Regions from separate parts of the Mus musculus genome. Here all the other regions are linked to region 4. Evidence: chromatin contacts called from public Micro-C and promoter capture Hi-C data. All regions are on one chromosome and are shown on one strand. Each heading gives the region's core, a stretch centred on a gene start, on an enhancer-like site or on the middle of the called end of the contact. The rest is flanking DNA. Distances are from core to core; before and after follow the strand shown.

Region 1 (2,700 bases), core at 72-2,571, 450 kb after region 4:
GGACACCATGAACAAGGCAACTTACAGAAGGGTTTGTTGGGGGTCTTACAGCTTCAGAAGGTGACTCCAGGACCACCATGGTAGAGAGCATGGCACCAGCCAGGTAGGCAGGTATGGCCCTGGGGAAGTAGCTGATAGCTTATATCTTAATTCAAAAGCATGAGGTGGTGCTGGTAGTGATGAGACAAGAGAAAGAGACAGACAGACAGACAGACAGACAGACAGACACACTCACACAGAGAGACAGAGAGTCAGAAAGAGACAGACAGAGACACAGAGAGAGAGAGAGACAAAGAGAGACACAGAGACAGAGGTAGAGAGACATACAGAGACAGACATACAGAGACAGACAGACAGACAGAGAATGTATGGATGGTGTATGTTTTAAAATCTCAAAACCAGCCCTCAGTGACACTCTTTCTCCAATAAAGCCACACCTCCTAATCCTTCCTTAGTAATTCCACCAACTGGGGACCAAGTTTCCAAATATCTGAGGCTATGGGGTCATTTGCATTCAAACTTCACAAGGTTTCTTCACTGTAATTTATGTTACCCAGATCTGAATTCACTACTTCAGAGCTTATCGTGGCAAAAGGGAAAACAAAAAGAAAGTAACCAGGATGATTCAACAGAGTTATATTTTTAAAATAGTAATAAAAGGGAAAAAGATGGCACATCAGGGAATGTAATTTTTATTTAAAAAAACGCTGTAGGAAGGTGTCATTTCTCTTATTCATGCTGCAAACTAAATTATGAATGTGGACACTGTCAGGGGCTGGGGCTGGCTCAGTAGGTAAAGGACTGTTGAGCCAGCATGAATTCAACTTCACAAGACTCTTTTCTCATCTACTCTCCACTTCCAGGCAGTCGCTGAGGTTTCCTTGTGGGGGTGGGGTATCCTTTAACGCTAATAAAATTGTCCTAAAGTCTTTTATTAATGAGAATAAGAACCCTAAAGAGAAGCTGGCTCTCCTCCGTACTGTTTTCCTGAGGTCCCCCAGGGTGGATCACAACCCGCTGGGAGTGTCCAGCTTCCAGTGGCCTCAGTCTGCGCACACTAGGCGCAGGCCAGACTGGCTTCTTTAAAACACCCAGCAGGCCAGAGTTGCTTCTTTAAAACACCAGAATGCAGAGCCCTGGGCGCGCACCTCCAAGGTCAGCACCACTTGGGAGCTCAGCGAGCCCCTATTTCTTCTCCCTAGGACAAAGCGCTTACAAGCAGTCTCCCTGGTGGGTGGAGCGCGTCTTATTGTGCCTGACGCACCACGGTGAACGGCCGGAGACCGACCGGAGGGGCGGGGCGCATGCGTCGTTCGCGCTGGAGAATGACGTGAGGGGGCGGGGCGCGCCGGGGCACCCTAGGAGACCGAGTAGAGGGGCGGCGGGGGACCGCGCGGTAAACCGCGCGATGGACCGCTATGCGGCCGCCGGGGATGAGGCGGCGGATCGGGCCCGGCAGCAGGAGCGGCACTACCAGCTGCTGTCAGCACTACAGAGCCTGGTCAAGGAGCTGCCCAGGTGCGCGGCGACGGGCGGCGGGAGGACCGGGGCCGGGGCCGGGGCCGGAGCCGGGGCCAGGGCCGCGGCCGCGCTCACCCGGCGATCTACCCGCAGCTCCTTTCAGCAGCGCCTGTCCTACACCACGCTCAGCGACTTGGCCCTGGCGCTGCTCGACGGAACGGTGTTTGAAATCGTGCAGGGTCTTCTGGAGATTCAGCACCTCACTGAGAAGAGCCTCTACAACCAGAGACTGCGGCTGCAGAACGAACACCGAGGTGCAGGGGGCGACGGGACCTTCCCTAGGGCGTCCCTAGCCGCGGGAGCCTCGGGTCAGGGGGTGCAGAGCCATGCTGATCCTTTTAGTCTGCTGTCCAGAAACTTCTTACTCGCGTTCCCTAGAGTACCCACATCCTCCTAGGCTTGATGGACCTCGCTGCTTGTAGGTCTGTTGATAGCTGTGTGCTACCACAGAGATAATCCATTATTCCAGCACCTTCCCATTGAGTATCAGGCTTGATCACCTCCTCCTATAAATTATACTAGGCATCTTCCGTTGTACCATCAGATCTCCTTTCCATTTTATTTGTTCAAGCTTGACTCGGTTCAAACATTTTAGGAAAGAATAGTGTGACGATGTCCCCATGCTACGTTATAGATCTTTGGGCTTTGTTATTGCTTTGGATTTTGAAACTGAGGACTGAACCCAGGGCTTCTCACCTGCTAAGCAGGTTTTCTATATTGGGCTACATTTACATGCAAACATACTCTGCCTTTCTGGCAATGCCTGTGTGCTGCCAGACAGGATTTTCCCATTAGAGATAGGTGTTGGATTTTGTTGAAATCTTTTGCAGTTCCTGTGGAGATGATCAGATGGTTTTGCTGTTACTCTCGTGAGACATTGATTTCTAAATCCCAGAAAGGAATTGTATTCTAGGAATGCATCTTGTAATATTTGTGTGGGGATGAAGGTAATGCCTCAGAATGTGTTGAGAAGTCTCTTGTTCTCCGAGAGCTTTAGTTCTTCACCAAATGTTTGAGTGGCTGTGCTTTTTCTTTTTTTTTTTTTTTTTTTTAATAATTTTTTTTTTTAGATTTATTTATTTATTATATGTAAGTACACTGTAGCTGTCTTCAGACACACCAGAAGAGGGCGTCAGATCTTGTTACGGATGGTTGTGAGCCACCATGTGGTTGCTGGGA
Region 2 (2,700 bases), core at 158-2,657, 510 kb after region 4:
TAGCCCAGGACTCTAGCCTGGTCTTCAGATTTTCAGCCATGTCCCACGACATGAGGTGGTTGGAGCCACACCAGCCACTGGTGTGGGCACTGCTGGATTCGAGGACACTGGGAGAAAGGTGTTGGTCTAGGCTATAGGCCATGGCCTTCTGCTGGCTCTTTGAAGTTGGCTTTGGGTTATTCATCTGTCACTGGGTGGCCAGCCTCCCATGTGGTGGGGAGTGGAAATGAGAACTTACTGAGTCACATAGGGGTCAATCTGGTGGCACTTGGTGACCAGTATCCAATGAAGAAGTGGCCGTGAGTGCCTGCCCTGCCTTAACCTCATCTCACACATTTCAGTGACCTGAAAAATCCAAGTCAAATGAACAAGGACAACTGGGACAAAGCACACAGAGGTGTGGTTGGGGACACAGCCAGGGCAGGACCGAGCAGTGTAGCTTCCATATATGGCCAGAAAGCCATTCCATTGCAGGCTCTTCAGCGCTCTCCACCCCTGAAGCTTATGCCATACTGGGTGTTCTCTTTCTCTACTGAGACAGGCGGACCATGGGCCCTATCCAGCTCTCTGGCTAGATAATGTGCAGGACAGATACAGACAACGACCTGGCAGCCAGCCGAAGCACCTCTACCACCACCCCACCCCAGAATGCACCTAAGAACTCCAGATAGAGCACCCAAGCAGGAATGGGAGATGGGACATGTTGGGGGGGGGGGTTGCCATTAGGAACATTGGCCTTATATTGATCTGGCTTGGTGGAGGGTGGGTCCAGAGGATTCTTCGGACTTTGTAATCTCCATTGCAAAGGGGAAATGATAGGAGCTTGTGCAGAGGCAGGTGCAGACAAAGCCTGAGTGTCCTTCCTGGGACAGGGAACTACAAAGCTGGAGAGAGCACTACTGCGCTATTACACCTTGCCTCTCAGTTTTCTTACCCAGTCGCCTAGGACAGTTTCGAGCAAAGGGCTTTAAGGGGCAAGCGGAGGCGGGCCATGCAAAGGCCTGCTGCATCTGTCCGATGCCCAGGACTCCCTTCGGGACTCAGCCTGTGCCGCCACGCCCTCGAGCCCGCGCCCACGGCCGGTTCCGGGACGCGGTGCCCGCGGCCGCCTGCAGGGGCCGCCGCCTCTTCAGGAATGCGCCGCCTTTGTCTGGGACCGCGCGTGGCCCGTGCACCGGGTGGCTGAGCGCGTCCTGCCACTTGCACCGCGCTCCGGACACCCTCGCCTCCCCTCCCGTCGCCCGCCCGCTTGCCCTACACCCCGTACCCACCGGTCCGCCCCAGCGCGGCGCGCCCAGGTGAGCGCCCCGCCCGGCGCCAGGCCCCGCCCCGGCCCCGCCCCGCCCGGACCGGCGGGGAGACCGGGCGGATTCCGCGCGTCAAACCACATGATCCCATAAAACATTCATCCTCTCCTGGCCCGCGCTGCGAGCGCCCCGCCAGTCCGCGCCGCCGCCCTCACCCTGTGCGCCCGCAGCCCGCGAGCCCAGCCCGGCCCGGTAGAGCGGAGCGCCGGAGCCTCGTCCCGCGGCCGGGCCGGGACCGGGCCGGAGCAGCGGCGCCTGGATGCGGACCCGGCCGCGCGCAGACGGGCGCCCGCCCCGAAGCCGCTTCCAGTGCCCGACGCGCCCCGCTCGACCCCGAAGATGAAGAGGGCGTCCTCCGGAGGTGAGTGTCAGCGCCGCTCCGGAGACAGGCTGCAGCGGGGCGGGGCGGGGGGGACGCAGGGCATGGCTCACGCTGCCAGAGATGGAGCCGGGTCGCCGGTCGCTCCCGAGGGCCACCGCAGTGCCACGCCGCGCGCTGGCCGCTAGCAACTGGGCCCTGGGAGGGCGGAGCCCGCGGCAGCCGCAAAAGTTGCGGCTTTGCGGGAAAGTTGACAGCGACGGCGGGGCCAGGGATGGAGGGTACGAGGTTCCAGATGTTGGACCAGGGCCGGGTGGAGACTGAGGGCTGGAAGGGCGGGGTCCCACCTGAGAGCGCAAAGGCGGCGAATGGGTTAATGAGCGGGTTTGCAGAAACGTGGGCACCGGACCGAGATGGGGTCTGCCCAGCGAACCCTGCTCAGAAGCTGTTTCTTTGGGGTCAAACGGAGTAGGGATGAATACGGGTGTCAGCAGCAGCAGAGGGCGTGGGGGACAGGGCGATCCCAGAGCTATCTCTGGAGCAGGTAGAGAGGAGAACACACACACACACACACACACACACACACACACACGCAAGGCAATGTCTCCTCCTCGGAGATCGGGAGAGCTCCTGAGAGTGAGCGGCTCCATTGAGGGGCGTTGGTGCTCGAAACACCCCCTCCTTGGCAGCCCTGTGGGATTCCCTCCTCCCATCCGGTTGCAAAGCCCCCACAGTAGGGGCAAGGGAGGATGGGCTTCATGCAGGTTGGACATGCCTTACCTGGAGAATCTGGGGTGAACACATTGCCTTCCCCAGGTGCCCACCCTATCTACCCTGCTGATGTCCATGGTGCCGCAGGCTGCACACACGTTTCTTTGCACGTGTCTACATGGGCTACATACAGCCTTGCACACCTCCAGTGCACATGCATACCAAATCTGCCCTAGTGTGCACATGCACATAAATGCTATAAGCACATCCCTGTACTCGGGTGCATAGCTCTGTCCTCACTCCTGCCTACACACCTATGACCATACATGCATTTATGCAGCCTGCCTGCTGCGATCTTCATGC
Region 3 (2,700 bases), core at 137-2,636, 290 kb after region 4:
GGTGTACCTCAGGAGTTTCAAAGGTGGCTGGAGTAACATCTGAGAGAAGCAAATCAGAAATTAGAGTGAGCCTTACGTGATAACAGACTTTCCCTAAGCCCTCTAAAGCAGCACCCGTCCTCTTACAGGGTGGTGGAGGTTCCCGAGATATCTTGCCCAGGGCAGAGCCAAACTTGATGGCAATCTGGCGCATGCGCTCCAAATCTCCGTTTTCCTCGGCCTCCAGGTACTCCTTCTGTGCCTGTAGCTTCTCCACATCAGGGAAGAAGTCTCTCTGGATAACTGTCTGAAGTCCCTGCCATGAGCAATCAGAACAAAGGCCAGAGTTGTCATCTGGGAGTCCTGACGCACAATCCACCACTGTCCATGTTCCACCCCTTAGACCTTTCCCTTCTGCCTAGCTGGACAACTGTCATCTACAAGATAGGTTTAGAACTGTCTTTTCTAGTAAGGCTGTCATCCCACATAGCTCTGATGTACCAGTTAACTACTGAACAATCTCTTGAAGCCCATGAAATCCCTCACTAACTGATCTTTCTCTTTGCTGGCTCCATCTATAACACCAGCCAGACTAATGTGGATATTGTCATCCTCCACCCACCCATGAATTTGTATTTCAATCTAAACCTTTCTCTTGAAAGCCAGTCGCCACTATCGCCACCACAAGAAAAAGTCCTCAAGATTTCAGATCCAGCCCGCCCTTGCTGTGAAGCTGAAAGTCTGTACAGTCAGCTGCACGGCAATGGTACAAGGCAGCATATCCCAGAAGCATCCTAAATCTAACCAGTCTAAAACCAACCCTATGTCGGTCTGTCCTCCAGCGTGTTTGCAGTTGGACCCTTAACTCGAGGAGCAACTGAGACCCACTCACTCAATGACGAAGCCAGTTCCACTGTCTAATTCCGGGACCCCCAGCCTTTGACACTTTACAGCCTTCCAAAAAGTCGTCTTCACCATCTCTCGAAAAACGTGTCAAAATTCTACCTATACAAGAAACTATTTCCTTGACTCTCAACAGAAAACTGGATGCCCACTTCTGCATTGTTTTCTTGGTTCTCAATGCTTTCCAACCCAAAAACAGTTGTTCCACTTCCAAGGGCGGCTGAGAGTGCCAGGACCAGAAAAAATTCAAAGGACTGGACAGGAACGCGAATAGGGGGAGGGGCCCGGAAGTCGCCAGCGCTCGCACTGAGCTGGTACCTCGATGTACTCTTCTTCATCCAGGACCCGCTGCCTGCTTCTCGCAACTCCGGCCTCTCCAGCCTCCCCAGCCGCGCGCTTCCTTGAGGGCGCGGACGCGGAGGACAGAAACAGAGCACCCGCCGAGGTCCCGGGCGTCCCCATCGCTATCCCAGAATCGCTCGGGCGGCGTCTGCACCGCTCCAACAGCCAGCCAATGGAGAAGCAGTATTTTTGTAACAAAGCCGGCGCTCCAATGATGTCACTGGGAGCGCCGGATCTTAAGAAAGTTGTAGTCTTTTATCCCCACCCGCGTTGCTCATGCCCATCTAGACTATGATCACTAGGGGGAGCTGTAGAGTGACTGACGCCACAGTCCCTCTGTTAAAAGTTCCAATTCTTTAAAAAAAAAAAAAAATGCAGATGCTTCAAAGACATTTTTAAATACTTCAAAAAATTTGGTTATGACTTCCAAACTCAGAAAAAGAACACTAAGACAATTCTTCCCGTATACTTATCTAACAAAATTTAAATGAAAAGAAAGAACAAAAGGGTCTTAAATCTCTGGTTGGATTTATTAGTTCCCTGTCTGCCAGGATGGGCTTCTCACTGAAAGCATTAGTGGAACTTTCTTCCTAAGGGAGATCATGAATTAGGTGGGAGAAGCTCTAGCCCAGAATGATTCATTACAATTTTGCTTTTCCAATGATCTTGTCCTTCATTGTGAGTCACTGGGGACTTTATGACCATGTCCCTGCATCCATAGAGTTGACCATACAGTAGAAAAATGTTAAATCATGCTGCCAGTGTGTAAAGTTACAACTGTGACCTGCAATAAGTCTGCACTCAGAGAATCTCAACTGCTACACAGGACATGTCAAGTGGCATTTCCCCAGGCAGAACATGGTTGTAGATGGAAAAGATGAATGGATGGGCATCAGGCAATGGGAAGGCCCAGCAGCGGGGTGGAGCAAGGCAAATGCCAAAACAGACCTTTAGTCACACAGTGCGCTAAAGAAGGAGATGACACCAGAGGGGGAGAGCCAGGCTGCACAGTATCTTTGGAGTCCTGTCAAGAAACATTATTTTAAGTGAGCTCAGGTGAAAACCAGAGAAAGCTGCAATGGTTACCATGCAAGGGAATGCAGCTTTCATGAGGTTGGTGCGCCTGAAGCTGCACACGAGCTAGTTTCTGGGGGGTTATTGATATGTTTAAAGGTGAAATCGGCTGGACTGGGTATGATCCGGTAATAATAGCAATTAATGATCAAGAACTCTATGATTTAACGTGCCTTTAGCAGGACAGTGAATGGGAAAATGGCCTGTTGTATATATGGTGCCTGCCGCAAGCCTGTGGGCTTCCAGGTGTTGTCAGAGGTACAGACTGACAAATACCTCAGGGGACAGGCCTGGACTGGAGACATAGAGGTGGGAACTGTAGCCTAAGGATGGAAAAGATACACCAAGAAGAGTATGGAGGGGGCAGAAGAGATGGCTCATCCGTTACAAGCATTTGTTGCT
Region 4 (2,700 bases), core at 167-2,666:
ATAAATATTTGGGACAAGAGAGGAAGAGAGAGAGAGAGAGAGAGAGAGAGAGAGAGAGAGAGAGAACATGGACAGAGTATGTATCGTGCTGTGGTGGGGCTTTTTCAGAGTAGCAGATGAGATTTGGAAGAGTTCCAAAGCAGGCGTGTCTGCAGGGACTTGCAACCTGCCCAAGTCCATGCAGCCCATCTCCTTGGTGCTCAGCACCTTTTTCCCTTCATGCCCAGCTTTTGCAGCGTGGCCTCCCCCAGACCTGTGAAAGCCCTGAGTCTAGCCTCTGTCAGTCGAGCACCCTGAAAAAGGTGAGTGTTGGGCCCGCGTACCTCCTCCACTTCCCTCTCCCGCCTCTTCCCCTGACCACCACTCCCCACCCCAATTCCCTTCCACCCTGCAGAATTCGCTGCAGTCTAGCAGGTGAGGAGCCTCCACAGCGCCAGCTACTGGCCACCTCTTTCCTTGCCAGGCCCTGCAGCTCCCAGTCTGTAGCGGCTCCAACAACCCAGGGCAAGCATCCCGAGAGGTTTTTACATACTTGCTTGACTTGTTCTGAGTGCTTAATGTGAATAGGGCAGTATGTTAGCCATGGGAATGGTGTGGTGGAAAGCTGTCCGCTGCCTGACGATCAGATCCCTGATAGACGGATTTAGGTAGCAGCACCCAGAACCGTGCCTGGCATATGCTGGGTACTTGGTAAATCCTGTTGGATGATGGGTATTTAGGATTGCATGTACTTATCTATTTTGTGCAGGTTTCTTCCTTGAAGCACTCTTTAAGGGCTCTAAAAAAACAACTTTTAAAATTTTTATTAGCTTAAGAAGTATGAGGATTTTTGTTTTGTTTTCGAGACAGGGTTTATGTAGCCCTGATTGTCCTAGAACTCACCCTGAAGACCAAGCTGGCCTCAGAATCACAGAGATCTGCCTGCCTGCCTCTGCCTCCCTAGTGATGGGATTAAAGGCGTGTGCTGCCACCAACACCTGGTTTATTGGGGGTGGGGGTGTTATTTGTGTACTTGTATATTTGTTGGTTCTTAACCAGGAAGAATTCTTTCAAAGAAGTTTCAATTATTGATTGCTTGATTGTTTGTCTTTTCAAGACAGGGTTTCTCTGTGTAATCCTGGCTATCTTGAACCTCTGGCTTTGAACTCAAGAGATCTGCCTGCCTCTGCCTCCAGAACGCATGGATTAAAAGCGTGTGTCACCAGGGCAACAACCTCTTTCTAGAAACTTTTCATTTCATGTAGTCCCATTTTAATTCTCCAGGCTATTTCTGTGTCAGTGAAGTACAGTGTTGAAAAGTCTTGCCTATATCTATTTTTCTAGACGCGTATTCCTGTTGTCTTCTGTATTTCAGACCTTACTTTGATCCTCTCGGATTCCCGCCAAACTAAGGGGGCGTGGCACCCGGCGCAGCTTGATGACGACATTAGGCGCCGAGTGTCCGAATGGCGGCTCCCTTCTCTGAGAAGCTCGAGATTTGTGCTATCAGCACGGCAGGTGAGTGGCGGGAGCCGCGCGCGAGGCAGCCCAGCACCGTGCGGTTTTCTCGGGTCCCCGCCGAGGCTGGCTCCGTTCCTCCTCGAGCTGTGGGGGACTTGGGCCTCCCGACAGCTCGGCCTGTACGGGGCCGGCCGGGAGCCCAGGGCCCGGCTGCAACCTCACGCCGCTCTCCAGGGTCATGGCTTTCTGCCGCCTTCCTGCGTGGTCCTCGCAGACGGTCCGGGTAGGGGGTGGATGAACGCTCGATGTGAGAGTTGAGGGAGGGGGACTTGGAGGGAAAGTTGAACCTTGGGCTCAGCTAGCGATGTTTGGTAGTAGAACTCGTTGTGGGTTTAGGTTCTACCTTGCGACTTTCCCGAGCCTCAGTTTCCTCCTCTGTAATGTAATAGGGTAGTCTCGAAACTTTGGAGGTATAGGAAGTTGTGATCAACAAATGAGGGCACGCCGCAGCTTCTCAGAGTCAGCCGAGGGAGTTCTTGACAGTGGCGCGCTAAGCTTGGCTGGAGTTCGTAGTCATTAGAAACCTCAAAAACAGTCGCAAGCAGTTCTTGAAGAAAGTGGACTTTGAGGGGTCGACCGAAGCAAAGGCCTTCGGCACTGCATGCACGCTGGCTTCGGGCGTGGGTGACAGGGCCTAAAAGCAAGAGTATCAGTGTCGTTGCCCTATTCGTGGAATCGTGGAAAGACCTTCGTTAGACATCTCTGATTTTTCAACTGTCTGCTTCTTCTGAGGAGAGAGTTGACTTCTTGTCTCCTTTAGATCTCTGCCCTTATCGAGTAGTCCACAATTTTATGCTGCCCTGATCATTTCATGGTAGTTTGCAATGTAGGTCAGGACTGAAACATTTTCAGTTTTCCTTAACACTGAGACTGAATTAAGAATTGGAAAAAAAAAAACAAAACAAAACCCAAAACCTAAGAATTGTTTCTCTTGCCACATGGCAAAGATTGGTGGTCTTTCAAAACCACAACTGCCTTAAACTCCTACTGTCTGGCTTCTCTCCTTGCAGACTGGCATTGCCAGCTTAGCACCTTTTCTCCTGTAGTGAGCAGGGCTGAGACAGAAAAGCTATCACTAGTCCATCGGTGGCACACAGTAGGCTCTCTGCTCTTTCCAGCTCTTGATTGTTTTGTGTTTCTTACCATAGGCACTGGGAGGTAGGAAGCTGCAGGGCTATGCCTAATTTTTGGTGGTGAGTT
Region 5 (2,700 bases), core at 52-2,551, 510 kb before region 4:
ATAACACTTACTGAGGCTGGAACAGGACAAGCTGAATCTGTTCCAGAAAGGAGACAGCAGAGGAAGAGTGTGATGAGGTACGTAGCAGCAGAAAAAGACACAGAAGCAAGGACAGCGGCCGAGTCAAAAATGAGTCAAAGATCAAGGAGAGTACTCTCTATTTGCCTAAGTGTGATGGGAAGCTGGTGGGTGATTTTGAGCAGGACCCAGACATGATCTAACATAGCTCCAGTTGCTCTGTGCGGTTGTTCTTCTGTTAGGATGAGAATTGTCTTCAGTCTATATATAGTAAATCAGGGACCCACTATGTAACCACTGAGCTAGGATAAGAAACGGCAGGCTTAGGTGTGAAAATTATCAAGTTCCCTTTTAGCATACTAGTTTTGAAAAAGCTGTAAGTTTTCCAAGTGGAGAACTGAGTGAAAGCTGCTGACTTAGTGCAAGAGACTCTTTGAACAGATCCACCACAGGGATGAAGGAAACACCCCCGAGGTCTGGGACAAGGGGAGGGGAAGCCCAGCAAAGAGGAATGAAATAGAGATCATTCGCAGATTAAATTACTAAGCGCCAAGCCTTTAATCCTAGCACTCGGGAGGCAGAGGCAAGGGGATTTCTGAGTTCGAGGCCAGCCTGATCTACAAAGTGAGTTCCAGGACAGCCAGGGCTACACAGAGAAACCCTATCTTGAAAAACAAAAACAAAAACAAAAACAAACAAAAAAAACTACTAAGCGCATGTAAGATCTCACTAAAGGCTACTTTTGGAAAGGGAAGAAGCCCAAGGACTGAAAAGCTGGATACTAGATCTGGCAATACAGAAGTCAAAGATATCCTTGCAAGCAGCTAGGGGCGGGGAGCATCTGAAGAGACAACAGAAAACAGAAAGTACAGCAGCAGCAAATGGGAGGGGAACATGGAGCACGACCCGCCTATCTTCAACTTGAAGGCTGTCGCCTGTGTGTAGGCTCTCAGACTAGAGCCAGGACGAAGCGGACAACCAACTCAGGGGCAAAACTCGTTCGCAGAAAGGCTAGGGGTAGGGAAATCCCGGAAGTTAGTTAGTCCGGCGGTAGAACGCCCTGGCCCGCGTAGGCTGCACTGAGGGACGAGACCGCGCCTGTGAGAGCTGAGGCTTTCAGATGATAGCCTTCAGCACGGCGACGAGCTGAGACGAGAGACGCGACCCAACTTACATCTTGTCCTTCTGGTGCTGTCGCTTCCCCATGGTGGCAACAAACCGAAGAGACCACAGCAGACACTGACTATGGCGCCTCCGCTTTCTCAACTACTTCCGGAGATCGACGCACTGGATCCCGGAAGTTGGAAGAAAGCATTCTGGGAATTGTGGTTTCCAGGTGTCCAGGTGCTGGGTGCAGGCACCGTGCTAGGCTGAAGCTTGCTAACTTTGAGTAGAATCCACTTTTCCTGTCTCCCACCATACTGCGTTGCCTCCCCCAAGCCCTCAAAAACTTTTCTATGCACTGTCTGGCTACTTGTTCAGTCCATGCTATGCTAGGCAGACTCACTCAGACTCACCTCCTTTGTATCTAAAGATCTTCAACCTTTTTCACCTTCTCTAAAGCCATGTCCATGTGTATACTCAACTCTTCTCTCGTTCGGTCCCCACGCCCTTCAGGCCCATCAGCTGGCAGATGACCAAGCCCTCTCTGCTCCTTCTGTGGCCAGATCTTTGGTCTGGGTCTCATGTGCCGGGAGAATGGGTCCCAAGTCTCCTTTTTTTTTTTTTTTTTTGGTATTTCGAAACAGGGTTTCTCTGTGTAGCCCTGGCTGTCCTGGAACTCACTCTGTAGACCAGGCTGGCCTCGAACTCAGAAATCCGCCTGCCTCTGCCTCCCGAGTGCTGGGACTAGAGGAGTGTGCCACCATGCCCGGCCCCAAGTTTCCTTTTTAAAATTGTGTGTGTGGTTAAATAGTGGCCATGCCACAAGTGTAGAGCTCAGAGGACAAGTGAGGAGTTGGTTCTCTTTGCCAGACTTGCACAGCTCTTATTTGTTAAGGCATCTCTCCACCCTAAGCTGGGTTTTTGTTTGTTTTTGTTTTTTGAGACAGGGTTTCTCTGTGTAGCCCTGGCTGTCCTGGTGCTCACTCTATAGATCAGGCTGGCCTGGAACTCAGAAATCCACTGCCTCTGCCTCCCAAGTGCTGGGATTAAAGGTGTGTGCCACCACCGCCTGGCTGATCAAAGAATTCTTAATTTCCTTGTTCCAAATCTCCACTTTGATGCTAAATGGTATGTTCCATACCCTAACCCTAACCTCCTGATAAGATCTTCAACCAAATAATTTTAAGATGTCTTGTCAAATTCCTACATAAACATAAAACATTAGAAACCCCCTAGCCTTGCAGTTTGGGGGATATTAAAAAAAAAAATTCTCCTTTGAGACTATGCTCTCAAATCCTACTTTAGGGAGATAACCCTGTCTAACTGAAAATGCAACCAAAAAATCTGGGTCACTGGTCTGATTCTCATTTGGCAGGATTAACAAGGACCACCATCCACCCAGTTAGCCAAAGGCAGTCATCCTGTCAGCTTCTTACTTCATAACTTCTGCCTTCCAAATAAATCTTACCTCAAAAGATCTTTTAGCCCAGTATGGTGGTGTACACTTGGGAGGCAGAAGCAAGCAGATCTCTATGAGTCTGAGGCCAGCCTGGTCTACAGTGAGTAGAGAAACCATGT
Region 6 (2,700 bases), core at 58-2,557, 340 kb before region 4:
AAAAAATGTTTTTCTCAAAAGTTTAGCACTCCCTGCTTGGTCACTCAGAATCTAAGGTGAGGCACACCTGGTTTAGCCTGTAGTTACAGTAGTTACAGCTACTGTGGCTCTTAAGATTTATTTATTTTTATTTATTATTATTATTATTTTTTTTTTGAGACAGGATTTCTCTGTATAGCCCTGGCTGTCCTGGAACTCACTCTGTAGACCAGGCTGGCCTCGAACTCAGAAATGCGCCTGCCTCTGCCTCCCGAGTGCTGGGATTAAAGGCGTGTGCCACCACCGCCTGGCTAATTTATTTATTTTTAAAGACTTATTTATTTTTATTTATATGAGTACATTGTCACTGTCTTGAGGGCATCAGATCCCATTACAAATGGTTGTGAGCCACTATGTGATTTCTGGGAATTGAACTTATGACCTCTAGAAGAGCAGTCAATACTCTTAACCGCTGAGCCATGTCTTCAGTCCTTCTTTAAAAAAAAAAAAAAAAAAAAAGATTACACACACACATACACACACACTCACACACTATAGCTGTCTTCAGACACACCGGAAGAGGGTATCAGATCCCATTATAGATGGTTGTGGATCACCATGTGGTTGCTGGAAATTGAACTCAGAACCTCTGGAAGAGCAGTCAGTGCTCTTAACCATTGAGCCATCTCTCAAACCCTCTCATTTTTTCTTTCTTTTTTTCTTTGGTTTTTGTTTGTTTGTTTGTTTTTTCGAGACAGGGTTTCTCTGTGTAGCCCTGGCTGTCCTGGAACTCAGGCTGTAGACTAGGCTGGCCTTGAACTCAGAAATCCGCCTGCCTCTGCCTCCCAAGTGCTGGGATTAAAGGCGTGGGCCACCACACCCGGCCCTCATTTTCTTTTGAGTCAGGGTCTTGTTTAGACCTCTAGGCTGACCTTGAACTCTAGGTGATCTTGCCTCAGCCTCTAGTATTTTGGGATTACAAGGTACGGACCATCAAGTCTGGTCCTTCCTTAGAACTTTAGTAACTTTTTACCAATCAGATCTGGACTGTGATATTTTTGTTTTTTGTTTTGTTTTTCTTTTTTTTGAGACAGGTCCGCATGTAGCCTTGGCTAATTTCAAACTCCGTATGTAGCAAAGGATGACCTTGAACTCCTGATCTTCGTGCCCTCACACCTCCAAGAGATAGAATTACAGATGTGGGCAACCAAGCCCGGCTTTGTATACCTGAATTGGTCGGGCGTGATCCGTCTCGGTTGGGTTCGGGCGCCCTCTGCTGCCTATTGTGACGCGGGCCACCAAGTTACCCAGGCGGTGGAGGTCGGGGCGGAGCTCTGGAGCCATGACTGAGCCGCAGGAGCAGCTGCTGCAGCTGCAGAAGGACAACCGAGATGGCCGCCTGCGGAAGCAGGAGCTAGAAGAGCTGGTGCGTGGGCTGGAAGCCGAGAGCGAGAGCCTCACCGGGCGCCTGGAGGAGCTGCGGGAGCGCGAGCGCAGGTGCGAGGGCACCGAGGCCCCGGCAGGCTTGTTGGCAGTCTCGCTCCAGGCAGTGGGACCCTAGTCTGGAACTCTCAGGCTGGTGGCGGCTCCTTCCCAAAATATCTTGCTCCCTGGTTTTATCCCAGACCAATTCTCCGCCCCCTCTCCCCCTCCCCCGTGTAGCCTGCAGCGGAGACGAAGTCAAGCATCACGAGCCATTCGAGGCGAGGCATGTGAGGCGGCACGGGAGCGTGCGGAGCGGGCTCGTGGGCTGCTGGAGGCGGCGGAGCAGCACCGGCAGGACCTGGTGCGGGCAAGAGCAAGAGGCGGCTCCCGGGGTGGCTAGGCTGGAGGAGGGGCCTAGACAGCCTGGACCCTGTTCGCAGGAGCAACACAATCGGAAGCTGCAGGAACAGTGGGAGGAACTGTCCAGTCAGGTACGTGCAGTGTCTCAGATCATGCCCTAGTCCCCAAGATCCTTGAGCCAGGCACTCACGAGTTCGGTCCCCAGCTTTTCTACTATGGAGGGGAGCAGCTAAGTCAACAGCGAGCGGAGCAGCAACTAGGGAACCAGCTTGTGGCGCTGCAGGTACTTGGGCGGGGCTGTGGGCGGAGTATGGCTGTGGGCAGGGTTATGTGCATTTGTGGGCAGAGTATCAGCCTTCAAGGCCGGGGACCGAGCCTCGAGGCCCAGTGGTGTGCGAGGACTTCAGGTTCTTGACATCACTTGAATCCTCCCGAAGAAACATCTGGAGCTGGCGGAGGCCAAATTCAGCATGCAGGCAGAGGACCTGCGGCAGGTGCGAATGGCGCTGGACTCTGGGGGGGGGGGGGAAGGCGTGTGGGGAGGGCCTGTCATTGCGATGCTCATACCAAGCCCCTGGCTTCTAGGGTGCGCAGCGGACAGAAGAGGCCTGGGCCAGCTTCCAGGAGCAGAGTGGAGTCCTGCAGGTGTGACCCCTCGTTTCTGACAGCGGTTCTCTTTCGAATGCCCTGCGGCCTCGACTCTTTCTTCCTTACTCTCTGACTCGCGATGTAGCGCATCCTCTGCCCTGAATCCCTATTGCCATCCTTCAGGAGCTGCAGGGGAAAGTGATGGAGGCAGCAGCTGCGCTGGAGGCTACGCGCGGTGGCTCGGAACCGTAAGAATTGGGACTTGGAGGGCGTCGGAAGGTGCTAGGCCCAGCCTGGTGGCTCATCTCCGCGCCTGTCCTGCAGGTGGAACTCAGAGCCTCGTCCGGT
Region 7 (2,700 bases), core at 147-2,646, 420 kb before region 4:
AAAGAACTCTGGAGCCCAAGAAGGGTAACCATGGAAAAGGATAGAGAAGGGGACCTGAGAAAAGGCAGATGAATTCATGTCATCAAATTACAAGAAAACAGCATGCAGTCACGAAATCTTCCTAAACTGAAACCCACAAGGCTGAAGGGACGACAACTTTTGGGGTTTGAACACGGAAGTGATTAGCATTCCTTTCCTGTAGGTAAATGATGGAGTGTCACCCGCAGAACAGATAAGGGGGTTTGATCACAATTGTTTTGTGCCCACTTCCACTCTAGTTTTATCAAATGTTCTCTCTAGGTTTCAGTGAGCAAATGGCTTTCTTTTGTTTCCAGTGACTCCATCAACCAAATACAAATTTGGTCTCAAGAGCCAGCTCCTGCGACCTTTTTTATTTCCGGTCCGGCGAGAGCTCGGCCGCACTACCAGGTAGCACTCAAACACTGGCGGGTTATCTTTAGAGGATGTCCGCAGATCTACTCGTGAAAAACTCCAACTGAGCACCTATATTGTATGCTTCACCAAAGGAGCCAATTAGTGAAGTGACACTCCCATACATTCAAGATACAAAGTGCGTATACCAAGTTATTTTCGTAAACTTTGGCAGGTTTTGATTTCAACGACAGAAACCAACCCCCACCCTTCATCAGGGAAAGGAGATGCGGATGACTAAGAGGTGGATAGAAAAGAGAACCTAGCTACGCAGGGAGACGACCCCACGCCTTCCTAGAGTTGGAACTTGTCGGCTGTGTGACTCTGCAGTCACAAGGCGACAGTTTGCGTGGACCCAACACAATTTCAAAAGACCACCAACTAACTGACCTAACTTTGGCCGCCTGCCCTCCTCCTTCCTTTCCCGTCTCGGGCCTCGCAGCCTCCCGGTCCCGGAGCTGTGGGCTGGCGGAATGGGGCTCAGAGAACGGCGACCGCGGCCCAGGACCGGGCGGCTCCGCGGCGCGTACTCCCAGCCGGGGCTCCGGCTTTCTTCCCCGAGGGCGCCCAGCTTGGGGCCTCCAGGCCCGGCCCACACATCAACGGCGTCCTCGACCCGGACCGCGGCCGCTGCGACGGAGGGCCCGGCTTCGCTCCAGGAGGAGGGGGCTCGAGAACTGCCCAGGCTGATCCGAAGGGCCGGCAGCGGCGGCTCTCAGCGCGGCCTTGCGCTCCCGCCCAGGCTGCGGCCTAGGCGGCCCCGTTAGATCTCTCCGCACGCGGCACAGCGGGGCCACGCAATGAGGGATGAAGAACGGCGTCGCCCCAAGGAACCGCGGCCCGCCGTAGGGGTCCCGGCCCGGGGACGCCGCCCCCCGCCTGGCCAGCGCCAGAGAATGGCTTTTACCTTCATCAGCCTCCTGCTGGCCGCCATCTTGGATCTGGTGCTGCTGCTTTCCCAAAATGCATCGCGGTAGGCCAGGCGGCTAGAACCCCCTCACTTCCTGGAGCGGGGGAGGGGCTAACCGGGAAGAGCGCGGAATAGAGAAATGTGCCTACTGTGTGCAGGTCCCAGGGCTATAGAATCCTGTGTAGACTCGAGTGACCTGGACAGTTAAAGATCCTTACTTTATGGCGCCTCCAATCCTATGGCAAGTACATACAGTGCTTGACACATAGTAGGTGCACTATAAATAGTGTGTACACAAAATAATAGAATAATCAAGATTATTTCAGGCACTACTAAACATTGTGAAGAAATCAAAACTGGGAGATGAGAAAGTTATTCTGTTACTGAACACGTAATACAATCGGTAAAGTGCCTGCCTGATCAAGAAGGACCTGAATTTGGGTTCCCAAGAACCCACACAGAAGCAAGCATGGTCATTAGCACTAGGGGAGGTAAGTTACAGTTAGATCTCTGAAGTTCTTTTTCTAACCTGCCTAACTGAATTGATGGTGAGCCTCAGATTCAAGGAGAAAACCTGTAAAGTACAAACAAGGAAAGAATTCTGTGGACCTCAGGTCTCCACATGCATGTGTGTGCACGCCCACACTAACATTCACATACAGCCTCCTACACACAAGAACTACAGGATCTGCTTCTCAGGAAGGCTCACTGAAGAAATACCATGAATAAGACAGTGCAGGGCAGCCGAAGATAAGTGGATTGTGCCTTTAATTCCTGCAGAGGGAGGCAGAGGCAAGCAGAATATAGATTCTAGCCAGCCTAGCTACATAGTATGATCCTAGTAATGGCTGAAATATCCAGAGAGGAAGAAAGAAACTGCCAGAAGGCAAACCCTACACTCACTCAGTGCTTTTACAAGTGGAGAAGTGTTGGAGGTTGGGAGATGAGATGTAGATAAGGCCTCATGTAGCCTAAGGTGGCCTCAAAATTCACTATATAACTAAAGATGACCTTAAACTCCTGATCCTCCAGCTTCCACCCTCAAGTTCTGAAAGTACCTGTACTCCATGAGTAACATCCATGTGCCCATTAGAAAGGATTTTTGCTTTGGTCTTTTGATGCCCTTTCTATCTAAAATTAATAGACTCCCTAAGGGAAAATCACTTGACACCAGTGGGGGAATGGTGGGCTAGGCCACCAAGACCCCAGACTCCATGTCTCAAAAGGGCTGAAGCTCTAAGGAGAAACTAGCAGTACAGAGCTGGCAACATGAGGCCGACAGAAATGTGAAGAGAATGCATTGCTTTCATTCAGCAGAATATTCAGGACACTTAATTCAGAGGTTTTCAAATTTGGTT

What was found. Promoter capture Hi-C pulls out the DNA fragments that hold promoters and counts their contacts. Hi-C and Micro-C count contacts between places; a contact is called where the count stands out from the background. Capture Hi-C pulls out chosen DNA fragments and counts their contacts.
Region 1: a Micro-C map of embryonic stem cells shows a contact between it and region 4, with 4 times the contacts expected there. The contact joins the promoter of Dgcr6 here to the promoter of Smpd4 in region 4. A contact is called at or near these places in 5 of 39 promoter capture datasets (the C10 cell line, the SN4741 cell line, cranial neural crest and 1 more), 1 of 484 Hi-C or Micro-C datasets (embryonic stem cells) and 1 of 9 other capture datasets (adipose tissue).
Region 2: a promoter capture Hi-C map of embryonic stem cells shows a contact between it and region 4. The contact joins the promoter of Rtn4r here to the promoter of Smpd4 in region 4.
Region 3: a promoter capture Hi-C map of adipose tissue shows a contact between it and region 4. The contact joins the promoter of Ess2 here to the promoter of Smpd4 in region 4. A contact is called at or near these places in 2 of 39 promoter capture datasets (erythroid cells and liver), 7 of 484 Hi-C or Micro-C datasets (CD4 T cells, CD8 T cells, the HL-1 cell line and 4 more), 3 of 115 datasets of contacts at active chromatin or transcription factors (bone marrow-derived macrophages, memory CD8 T cells and microglia) and 2 of 9 other capture datasets (adipose tissue and liver).
Region 5: a contact with region 4 is called in a promoter capture Hi-C map of liver. The contact joins the promoter of Ppil2 here to the promoter of Smpd4 in region 4. A contact is called at or near these places in 1 of 39 promoter capture datasets (pre-B cells) and 2 of 9 other capture datasets (liver and pancreatic islet).
Region 6: a Micro-C map of embryonic stem cells shows a contact between it and region 4, with 6 times the contacts expected there. The contact joins the promoter of Tmem191c here to the promoter of Smpd4 in region 4. A contact is called at or near these places in 4 of 39 promoter capture datasets (the C10 cell line, liver and pre-B cells), 1 of 484 Hi-C or Micro-C datasets (embryonic stem cells), 1 of 115 datasets of contacts at active chromatin or transcription factors (embryonic stem cells) and 2 of 9 other capture datasets (adipose tissue and pancreatic islet).
Region 7: a contact with region 4 is called in a promoter capture Hi-C map of pre-B cells, with 5 times the contacts expected there. The contact joins the promoter of Ube2l3 here to the promoter of Smpd4 in region 4. A contact is called at or near these places in 10 of 39 promoter capture datasets (the C10 cell line, the HPC-7 cell line, cranial neural crest and 6 more), 4 of 484 Hi-C or Micro-C datasets (embryonic stem cells, granulocyte-monocyte progenitors and pro-B cells), 3 of 115 datasets of contacts at active chromatin or transcription factors (embryonic stem cells, large pre-B cells and pro-B cells) and 1 of 9 other capture datasets (liver).

What each region holds. Positions count from the first base shown.
Region 1 is chr16:18,065,082-18,067,781 of GRCm38.p6, forward strand. It overlaps Dgcr6 (DiGeorge syndrome critical region gene 6), which reads left to right and starts at 1,322. Exons shown (of 5, transcript NM_001289814.1): 1 at 1,322-1,518; 2 at 1,615-1,775. The coding sequence starts at 1,409.
Region 2 is chr16:18,126,235-18,128,934 of GRCm38.p6, forward strand. It overlaps Rtn4r (reticulon 4 receptor), which reads left to right and starts at 1,408. Exons shown (of 2, transcript NM_022982.3): 1 at 1,408-1,668. The coding sequence starts at 1,647. Gm52241 reads right to left here. Exons shown (of 2, transcript XM_030249377.1): 1 at 2,407-2,700; 2 at 1,380-1,973. The coding sequence starts at 2,430. The coding sequence ends at 1,380.
Region 3 is chr16:17,909,962-17,912,661 of GRCm38.p6, forward strand. It overlaps Ess2 (ess-2 splicing factor), which reads right to left and starts at 1,387. Exons shown (of 10, transcript NM_022408.2): 1 at 1,201-1,387; 2 at 127-295; 3 at 1-39. The coding sequence starts at 1,344.
Region 4 is chr16:17,617,938-17,620,637 of GRCm38.p6, forward strand. Smpd4 (sphingomyelin phosphodiesterase 4) reads left to right here and starts at 1,417. Exons shown (of 19, transcript NM_001164610.1): 1 at 1,417-1,497.
Region 5 is chr16:17,109,951-17,112,650 of GRCm38.p6, forward strand. It overlaps Ppil2 (peptidylprolyl isomerase (cyclophilin)-like 2), which reads right to left and starts at 1,302. Exons shown (of 21, transcript NM_001252444.1): 1 at 1,193-1,302. The coding sequence starts at 1,224.
Region 6 is chr16:17,274,993-17,277,692 of GRCm38.p6, forward strand. It overlaps Tmem191c (transmembrane protein 191C), which reads left to right and starts at 1,308. Exons shown (of 10, transcript NM_177473.3): 1 at 1,308-1,476; 2 at 1,642-1,765; 3 at 1,845-1,895; 4 at 1,970-2,047; 5 at 2,202-2,258; 6 at 2,350-2,409; 7 at 2,536-2,600; 8 at 2,677-2,700. The coding sequence starts at 1,322.
Region 7 is chr16:17,200,096-17,202,795 of GRCm38.p6, forward strand. Ube2l3 (ubiquitin-conjugating enzyme E2L 3) reads right to left here and starts at 1,397. Exons shown (of 4, transcript NM_009456.2): 1 at 1,340-1,397. The coding sequence starts at 1,366.